Regions from separate parts of the Canis lupus genome. Here region 2 is linked to region 1. Evidence: chromatin contacts called from public Hi-C data. All regions are on one chromosome and are shown on one strand. Each heading gives the region's core, a stretch centred on a gene start, on an enhancer-like site or on the middle of the called end of the contact. The rest is flanking DNA. Distances are from core to core; before and after follow the strand shown.

The links. Hi-C and Micro-C count contacts between places; a contact is called where the count stands out from the background.
Region 2: a Hi-C map of blood shows a contact between it and region 1, with 2.9 times the contacts expected there. The contact joins two enhancer-like sites. A contact is called at or near these places in 2 of 9 Hi-C or Micro-C datasets (both in blood).

Annotation. Positions count from the first base shown.
Region 1 is chr5:6,185,541-6,190,361 of UU_Cfam_GSD_1.0, reverse strand. ETS1 (protein C-ets-1) reads right to left here. Exons shown (of 10, transcript XM_038535669.1): 7 at 3,976-4,053; 8 at 2,542-2,790. Among named protein-coding and RNA genes, the nearest start is that of ETS1, 100 kb to the right of the region's middle. Within about 2 kb of position 1,346, at least 4 of the 20 cell types and tissues checked have an H3K27ac peak or open chromatin away from gene starts, as enhancers often do. A contact at or near this core is called in blood, where this site is marked.
Region 2 is chr5:6,371,522-6,376,200 of UU_Cfam_GSD_1.0, reverse strand. No RefSeq gene overlaps it. Among named protein-coding and RNA genes, the nearest start is that of ETS1, 290 kb to the right of the region's middle. Within about 2 kb of position 1,735, at least 2 of the 20 cell types and tissues checked have an H3K27ac peak or open chromatin away from gene starts, as enhancers often do. A contact at or near this core is called in blood, where this site is marked.

The DNA.
Region 1 (4,821 bases), core at 97-2,596:
CTTAGACCAGCTACCCCTCTTAATGGTCATCCCACTTCTTTGTGAGGCAAACCCACCACCAGCCTAAGAAAGAGAAGTCATCTTTTCGTGAAGAACACCCCACCACGGCACCAGTATGTAGGCAGTATTTATGTTCCAATCTCTCTCTGAAACGATTCTATCTCTATCAGTCACTTTTTTATTTGGCACGGAGGGCACGGAGACTGGAGTTTCCACAAGCAGGAGAGCCGAGTTTCCAAGGAGCCCCAAGAAGCAAGGGCACTAAACTAGGCCATAACCACCCTCTGGCAGCCTCTCAAACATGAGCCAAATGTAACTCTGTTGAGAGTTGCGGTTTATAGCAGTAGGCTGCTTTCATTTTAGCTCTATTTCACAATCCTGGAGCTGGGAACCTTCGTTTACGGGTATTCTCTCCAAAAATGGGTTGAATCCAACTGGATTAGGCACTCAGTTAGGCTACTGTGCTCCTGCAGGGAAGCATGTGTCCTCTCAGACGTCCACTGGCCAGCTTCTCTGTGACAGGTCTCAGAGCACGGCCCTTCCAGAGCCATCTGACTCCCCCAAACAGACCTCAGAGCACTCTACATAGCAGACGGGGTGGCCCCACAGCAACCCGCTGGACAGACTGGCACAAAGACAGTACTCAGAGTCCAAAGACATGGGACACAGAAGCACTTTGTACGCTACCATGCAGTACACGGGCACCAGGATGATTGCTACTAGTAATCAGCTAGCGGTGAGGCCTTGGGTCTAGCCAACCACACCACGTCAGACGCGGTCGGCCCCCAGAAGATGTCAGGTCTGCAGGACTCCTCACGTGCCAAAGCAGCCGTGAACAACGAGGTCTTCCTCTCCAGTGCACATGGCCAGGTTGTTGCAAGGGACAGGCCGCGAGGTCAGAAAGAAACACCTCGTGCCCCTTGGAGCGGGTCACTGCCTGGTCCACAGTCACAGACGTGGGGTTGGAAGGATGGTCAGGACCAAAACCCAGAACCAACAGAAGGGGCCGGAGGAGGGACAATCCCACGAAAGCCAAGCCAGACGCGACTTAAAAACAAGGAGACAGCAGAGCTACCCAAGTAACGCCGGGGATGAGCCCAGCCCTCAGACCCGGCCTCATCACCTAGATGTACAGAAAGCCCCAAGAGAAAGAAAGTCATTTTGTTGCTTTGACCTGCCCGAGAGAAAAAAAAAAAAAAAAAGATACACATACATGTGTGTATATATTTAAATAGACTTGTATCCAAAAATAAAAAAGTCAGAAAGGGGAAGGCAAAACTGGTCCCACCCATCCCCTTCGGTCTGAACACAAACACCCTGGGGCCCTGAGAAGGAAGATTGCAGGTTCAGATTTTGCTAGGGACTTTCCCTCTGCTCATCCTAGGGCCTGCTGGGAGGAAGCGTGAGGCTGACACTCGAAGAAGACGACAATGTGTATGGCCCCCAGTGCCTGTACAGTGATTCTTCAAAGTAAAGATGTCTTTGGGCTCCCTCCTGAGAGACTCAGAAGAGGCAGCAGGGTCAGCGCTGAGCAGAAACCACTACGGGGCCGGCCAAGCCTGCCTTCTGTGACCAAACGCCTCAGCGCTGCTCACATGAGCTTCCCCTGTTCCTCTTCCTGTTCATAGCTTTTTCCCCTAGATCCACTGGAAAAGTCTTTTTTTTTTTTTATTTCAACTCTCTAGAAATCGGCTAGTTCTTCCTCGATGAACGAATCCCTCCTTACAGAGGACTGCACTTTTCTCAGACACAAAACAATCTGGACATCTGTTCAGGCGGGCTGCGCCTCTGAGCGTTCATGTCCTGATCTTAAATTTGGGTGTACCTACCCTTTTGGTTTTTGTTTTTTTTTCTTTGCTTTATAAAGTCAGTCAGTTCTATTTTGAAACGCTTACTTCACTGTCAGTGAATATTTTACCATTGTCATAATAGTCATGTCAACAAGAGTACCTTCTTTTGGAAGCCTCTGGCCACCTCTTTCCCTGGTCCTCCAGCTAAATACACACTTTCACCACACTGCTGATGACCGGTTCCAAATAAACCGTTGGTTAACCATCTTGTATCTTCCCAAACCAAAGAAGTCACAGGAGGCTAGAGAGCCCAGGCTGGGAAGCAGAGGTCACCCAGATACCAAGCCGGGGTCTGCAGTCTGCCGTGGGATTACTCTGGGAGGATCACTAGGATGCATGGGAAGCTAAGGGCTTTCGAGGAGGGTCACCTGAACCATTTGTGTCTTCCCCAAGCAAAATGCTCTCAAAGAAGATAAATCATACCTTAAAAAAACAACCATCTTCAACTAGACTTACCATTTAATAAAATGTTTTACCCAAATAGTTCCAAGTCCACCATGGACACATGGTCTTTGCCATCACGGTAGACTTGGCTAAACTTCCATGTTGGAAAGCTCTTAGAATCTAGACATTCTAATGGAAAGGCTGAAACTCAGGGCCCGTGGCAAAGGAAAAAAGATGGGGCCTGAAAAACTCACAGTCAGGTAATTCTTGGAAACCCAAGAGCTCCTAGAGAAGAAATCTGACCTACCACGACTGGTCCTCCCCATGCACATGTTGTCTGGGGTTACAACTTCTTGTTTGATGGCAAAGTAGTCAGTCTGCAAGGTGTCTGTCTGCAGAGGGTCCCGGAGAATGACCGAGGGGTAGTCGTTCTCATACTTGAGGGAGAGGAGTTCCTCCGAGCTGATGGGATGGAGTGTCTGGTAGGACTCTGTGATGAAGCTAGGCTCTGAGAACTCCGAGGGAGGAACGCACTGAGCATGCTCGATACCATAACCTGGAAACAGAACATGTGCCGTTGGAGAGAGGGCCAATTTGTACCCAAAATAAATAGGCGGGTCTTCACCATTCACAACAGCCCCACAAGATGAAAACAAACTCTGCCTTAGAGAATGAAAGGAACATATTTTCAGTGAGAAGGGCCTGGGTGTTTAACCTTGCTCCACTACTTAACAAGATACTTCCTTGACAAGATAACTTCCCTTTTCTGGCTTAATTTACACATCTCTAAAATAGGGATGATTGCAATCTCCCTCAGAGCGTTGTGATGAAGAGCAAATGAGGGCATATGTGTAAAAGGCCTACCGATACCTCTGGCACATGATAAACTCTTGGCATCTCAGTACTTAATATCATTGGTGTTATTAGAATAAAAATCATAATAAAGTAAAAGGGTAAAATGAAAACAAACCTGCTCAAGACTCCGTTTGAAAGCAAGGCCACTGGATAAGAACAGCCCTACCCTAATGCTCTTCTGGCCACCTCTCCAGTATAGTTACGTATCACCTATTAGAAGGGAGAAGGCTTTGTTTTCTGTAATGGAATCTGAAGCTACATGGCACAGTCTCGAGGAATGATCGGAGGCAATGTTGTCATAGCTACTAGTAAAAGGGAAAGAACAAGAGCCACAACCAAATCCCTAACCCAAACCTCTGATGGCCACCAGGGCACACAGCATCAAGTAAGATCAAAGTTCAGGGGTCAAGGGATCCCTGGGTGGCGCAGCGGTTTGGCGCCTGCCTTTGGCCCAGGGCGCGATCCTGGAGATCCGGGATCGAATCCCACATCGGGCTCCCGGTGCATGGAGCCTGCTTCTCCCTCTGCCTGTGTCTCTGCGCCTCTCTCTCTCTCTGTGACTATCATAAATAAATAAAAATTAAAAAAAAAAAAATTTAAAAAACAAAGTTCAGGGGTCAAGTCATGGGCCCCCCCACATGGTTTTCCTGCTGAAGGTATCAGGAGAGATCCTGGTGTGTAGTTAATAAACATATCAACATGTAGCTAGGTTGAAGCCTCGTGCCTCGTGGAGATAACAAAATAAGTGACAAAGAGGCTACATTTAAGCCAATATTATTTTCCGGAGAATCACCACGAAACAGCCTGAGAGCATCTGGGTCAGGAATCCTCTCCTAGGTTCTCACCATAGCAAGCCAAACGAGAGAAGAGTGGAAGAGGAACTTACTAATGAAGTAATCCGAGGTATAGCGGGATTCTGGATAGGTAGGGTTGACTCCATTCACTTGATACGGTTTCACATCCTCTGTAACAGACGGGGCAGGGAACCAAACGAAAAGGTCAACATGCAAGTAACGTTTGGCCTACGAGGACCTTGGACACAAGGGCCGCAGTGATCTCAGTCCCTCTAAGAAATCGGCATTTTCATTAACTGAGCTGGTGTCTGAGTCTACCCTGACTGGGGCCTTGTCTAGAGATGAGATCACAAAAGTATGGCTAAGTCTATTATTTCAGTAGCTGCAAAATGGGATTTAATATCTTGGAAGCAGCACCAGTGAGTAATCTCTAAGGGTTGGGAAGGCATCCCACCCTCATTCTGATGCACGCATGTAACACATTACCATCAGAGGCTTCAAGACATCTGGGGAAGCTACCCCAAATCGGTCCCCAACGCTCAAACTGATCGGTTCCAAAATTTTTTCAGAAATATATTACAATCTTTAGGTAGGTAGATTTTATAGCCTCCACTTCTTCCAAAAGCTGTCTAGTTTTTGGGTTGTTTTTTTTTCCATCACCCCCAGATTTCAAGGGGTAGGCCCAGAGAAGAACAGGAATACTGGGAAGGTGACAAGTTGGTGGATATGGCTGGGCTCACGCAGAGACAGAGGACAGTATCACCAACTGCTGTTGGCAACCAGGTGCCACCTCCTCTTGGAATGAGAAAGGAATGGAGCACAGACAGGCCCTCCGCGGAATTAAGGTGAGCTCGAGGATCCTCTCATCACCCTGGAGCCCAATGGGTGTGACCTTGACCATTGTATGGAGTGGTCTGATTCTATTTCACTGCAAATCA
Region 2 (4,679 bases), core at 486-2,985, 190 kb before region 1:
GTGTTCCTAAATTATTAGAAAGATGTGTATCATGTCATTTTTAAGCTATGTTCACACTTCCTCCTAGAGTAGAAGATAAAAGGCCCATTGACATGCGGCTAGCAAGAAAATAAATTTCTTAAATTTGCCAGAAGACTTAACAATAGGCATAACAGAGAAACAATGGGAAAAAACCTTAGACTCAGCCTAAATGTCCATTAATACATAATATGTATGATACATAATTATAATGAAATAGTATATGGTCATGAAAATAGAGAATATTTAAATAACAGGCAAACATGATCTGCTATACTGTCAAGTGAAATAGCAAGTTACAAAACATGTATGTTAGCCCAATTTTTTAAAAAAGGTATGCATGTGTGTATATGTGTGGTATGTATTGTGTTATTTGCAGAGAATGACAAACTCAGAGGATGTATATAGAAAGAATACTCAAACAGCTATTTTATTTCTTGGTGATAGGACTTGGTGTGATTTTGGTTTTGTCTCTTTGCTTATTCATAAGTTTGTGGCAGTAAAATATAAAATAAACACTGACTAGGTGACATTTAGAATTTTATTTTGATGTCTCTACTATGCACATCTTGGTGTTGATATAAAACTGGTTATATTTACCACCATGATTAATTCTAGACATTTTGCCCTCCACCCATCTCTGTTGAACTATTCTTACCCTGCTCAGGACCTTTTAATAAAGATGGTTGCTATCTGACCAGTTGGATCAATTAATTTATTTATTCTGTCACTGTTTATAATTAGGCTTCATAAACTAATACTTGTCATTGATATTTATGATTCTATTTTTTTCAAGGTTCATTGAATCATTAATTAGTCTATCTTTGCAGTGTGTTTTCCCATTTCCTGAGCCATGAGATTTCAGTTTACCTTGTCTTTGAGCCTTATCTCCTCAAAGCAACATAGTGATTCAGTTCAACAGTTATTTCTTATGTACCAACGAGGTACAGAACATGACACCAGGAAGGGTGGGAATGGCACCAACGATTAAGACAGAGCAGCACAAAGTCTAGGGATCAAGAAAACCCAGGCATAAGTAACCACAATGAAATGATTTCGAAAGCAGCATATGAGCACCCATGCCAACTCCTGGATCTATCCTGCATCTGCCAAATTCTTGCAAAATGCTCATTTGCATCATTCTTGTTAAAATATCACAAGTTGGAAATGTCACAAAATGAGAAAGTGTGATATCATACATCTCTAATAGATATAAATGCTCAGAAAAGAGGGACCTGGGTGCATTTTGATGGTGATTTCTTAAGTAAAATCCAATCTATTCACTACGGAGCCAAATTAGATAAATGATCTCTTTGTGTCCAAATTCACTGACTTCTCACCAAGCTTACACCCTCAAGATTCTAACCACATACCCATTTTGTTTATTTTGCAAGTGAGCAAATGGGAACACTGACAGGAGCTACTTCTTTGTCTTTTTTGCCCAGAAGTCCATGTTGAAGTCCACCTTAGGTGACAGGGTGCCTGCTTAGGGGGTGGGGTCAGATCCTTCAGCTATTTCCCCAACTGCAGGATTCTCCCCACTACAGTTAGACCTTAGAGTCTGAACTTGGATGTGTGATGGGCTCCCTAGGCAGAGTTGTCTCCATCTGCTGCCACACCATTGAGTAGATGAGAGAACGAGGCTTCATGTTTGTCACTGCTGCCTCTCACATGTGTGATGATGATCGGTATCTGGTTGCCTTAGAGACTGTCAGAACTGGCATCTCTGTTTATCTGTAGAACACTTGGTGGTTTCTCAAAACAGGTGTGGCCTGGTTGAGCATAGCATAGCCACAATTTTTTTTTTTTTTGAGAAGTTGCTTTGACTCTGGTGGCTTTTACCAACTTTCCGAATGTCACTCAGTCTGCCTCAAAGGCTATTTGTCAAAGTTGCTAGCGAACTAGTCTCTTACCTGTTTTTTTTTCCTCTGTATTTTAAGAGATGCAATACTAGATAGATAAAAAGCTTATTGAAGCAAAAATTGGTTCAAAGAGACAATTGTGTACTAGTTGTGGCCTGTACATTGACAACTGGTTCTGGCCCTCTTGCTGGTGGTGTGGCTTCTGAGGTAAATTACATGAAGAAAACCAGTTCTCATTTGGTAAACTCCAGTGGGTTACAGAGCTGAGGGAACGATGCTATCTCCAACCACCATATATATAGCCCCATTGCTATGGAGCTTATGACCAGTAAAGGTATTGAAAGTATGTTAATATTGGGTCAGGATAAGTAGGGAAACAGACACCATCCAGCCGTGGACATGTCAGTAAAAAGGCGGATGGATGAGTGGATAGGTAGGGGTTGTTCCAAGCAAGAAACTAGAAAGGGCCTAAAAATAGTGAATTGGAAAGTGTGGGAGAAGCTGAGTGTATTTTGCTAGAGAGGAGATGTTTCAAGAAAGCCATGAGGGCTGAATTCACATATTGGGAAGAGGGTGTAAATGCATAAGTAACCATATTCATTATGGTGCCAGAGAGCAGAACTGGGTCAAAAACTGGGATAGAATTCAATCCCATGGAGGCAAGACCTACTACTCACAAGATCCCAGTTAGTAATAGTGCAATGGCTGCCGCAAGACACACAGAAATTCCAATCTCTAGAGCGAAGTCTTGCTGTGGGAGGATTACTATATGAGGAGCCAGATTGGATTAGACCTGCAAGGTCCCTTCCAAATGTAAGATGCTATCTTTTTTTTTTTTTTTTTACTTCTTTTTTTTTTTTTTTTTTTGGTGTTCAATTTACTAACATACAGAATAACACCCAGTGCAAGACACATCCACGAAGGCAAAAGAAACAAAAGCAAAAATGAACTATTGGGACTTCATCAAGATAAGAAGCTTTTGCACAGCAAAGGATACAGTCAACAAAACTCAAAGACAACCTACAGAATGGGAGAAGATATTTGCAAATGACATATCAGATAAAGGGCTAGTTTCCAAGATCTATAAAGAACTTCTTAAACTCAACACCAAAGAAACAAACAATCCAATCATGAAATGGGCAAAAGACATGAACAGAAATCTCACAGAGGAAGACATAGACATGTAAGATGCTATCTGTCTAATTAATTGCCACTTATAGTCTTAGGTGTCACCTTGGGCTCTCGTCTCTGTGTCATTGAAATTTAGATTTGCTTCTCCTTAACTGTTAGATAATCAAGTGGATTCACATCTTTAAATCAGCAATCAGTGGGTATAGGAGACTAGACACATTCCAGGACCTTAAGCCTGATTAATTAGTGCCCCCAGAGCCTTGGTTTAGGAAGAGCTGGGAGATCGTGAGGCCAGTCAGAGGTGAGTGCTACTACCATGTGAAATCAGCCAGGTCTCCATCTCTATTTGCCTCCTTGAAGGAAAAAAAAAAAAAATTCCTTCTTTCTGGGGGTTTGTGTTTGGGGATGCTTTGATCTTTAGGGGGGGGGGGGCGGGTTGTTTCTTTGATTTTTGGCCTGGTATTCTGAAATGCATCATAATAAACACTTGGGTGGCCAACCCACTTTTATCTCCCTTACTTGTAAGAGTGAGAAAAGCATACCATCTACAGTCAAGTTTTGGTTTCAGCTCAGTCCCTGTGAGCTGTGTGGCCTTGTGCATGCTGCTTCACTTTTGGGGGGCCTCCATTTTCTCATATCTGAAATGGAGTCAGCGCTGTTTTACAAACTTAGAGGAATCAAAGGAGAAAGTACGTGTGAACGTACTTGAAAGGCTTTGAAGTGCCTTTTTCAAAATTTAGCTAGAGTTAGTCACTTTTTTTATCTGTATGTTATAGTTACTGTAGAATATAAAAAGCACATTTTTCACTCTGTAGTAGACATTAGAGGCAACATTTCTTGATCTTCCAGTAAGTTCCATGGGAGAGCAAATGATTGATGAGAACCATCACTTTGAGTCTACTCCTGTAAGTGAAACAGAGCATGAGGTCAGCAACAGGAAAATTATGTCTTCCTCAAATTCTCAAGTCTGGTTGGCATAGATGAGTGAACAGACAGGTAGCAGGGACTCTTGGGGATGATTAAGTAAGCCTAACAACTGAGGCAATAAACCCAGAAATTCACAGGGAATGTAAATTCCATGGAGTTTATGGAGAATGATGCTTCAATCATTTGTGGTTATTAATTATGAAGACCTGACATCTCATCAACATTTCTGCTTTAAGAGAAAAATGTCCATTGACAGTGCCTCCAATGCCAAGCAGCAGGAAGAAACTTCCTGGTAGAAGAGAGAAATATTTCACAGAGCAGGATTTAGCAGAGCTTTTCCCATCTTGGTAGAAATAAACTGTGTGTCCATATCGTATTAGTAATCTCTGTGGGTCAATAGTTTTTTTGTTTGCTTCAAGCCTTTCCTGCATAACATTGAGTCTGTATTTTTTTGTTTGCTTTACACACAATTGGGAGAAAATATGTAGCCACAAAACTTCACTCTATTTTCAAAAGTGCAGACAGAATGTTACACTTCTAAATTGTGGCAACGGGGTGAGACACGCCCTGAAGACAGAGAGCTTTACACCTTCACAAGAAAACAGAGAAACCAAGATATTTTGTCATAACCTGTACATACCAAGAAAAATGTGTCCCAACTTGGAAAGTCGATCTTGGGGGTCAGCGGGACCACACCATGACAAAACCGAGATGTTGGTTTGTCCTCATTCACTTTCTCCC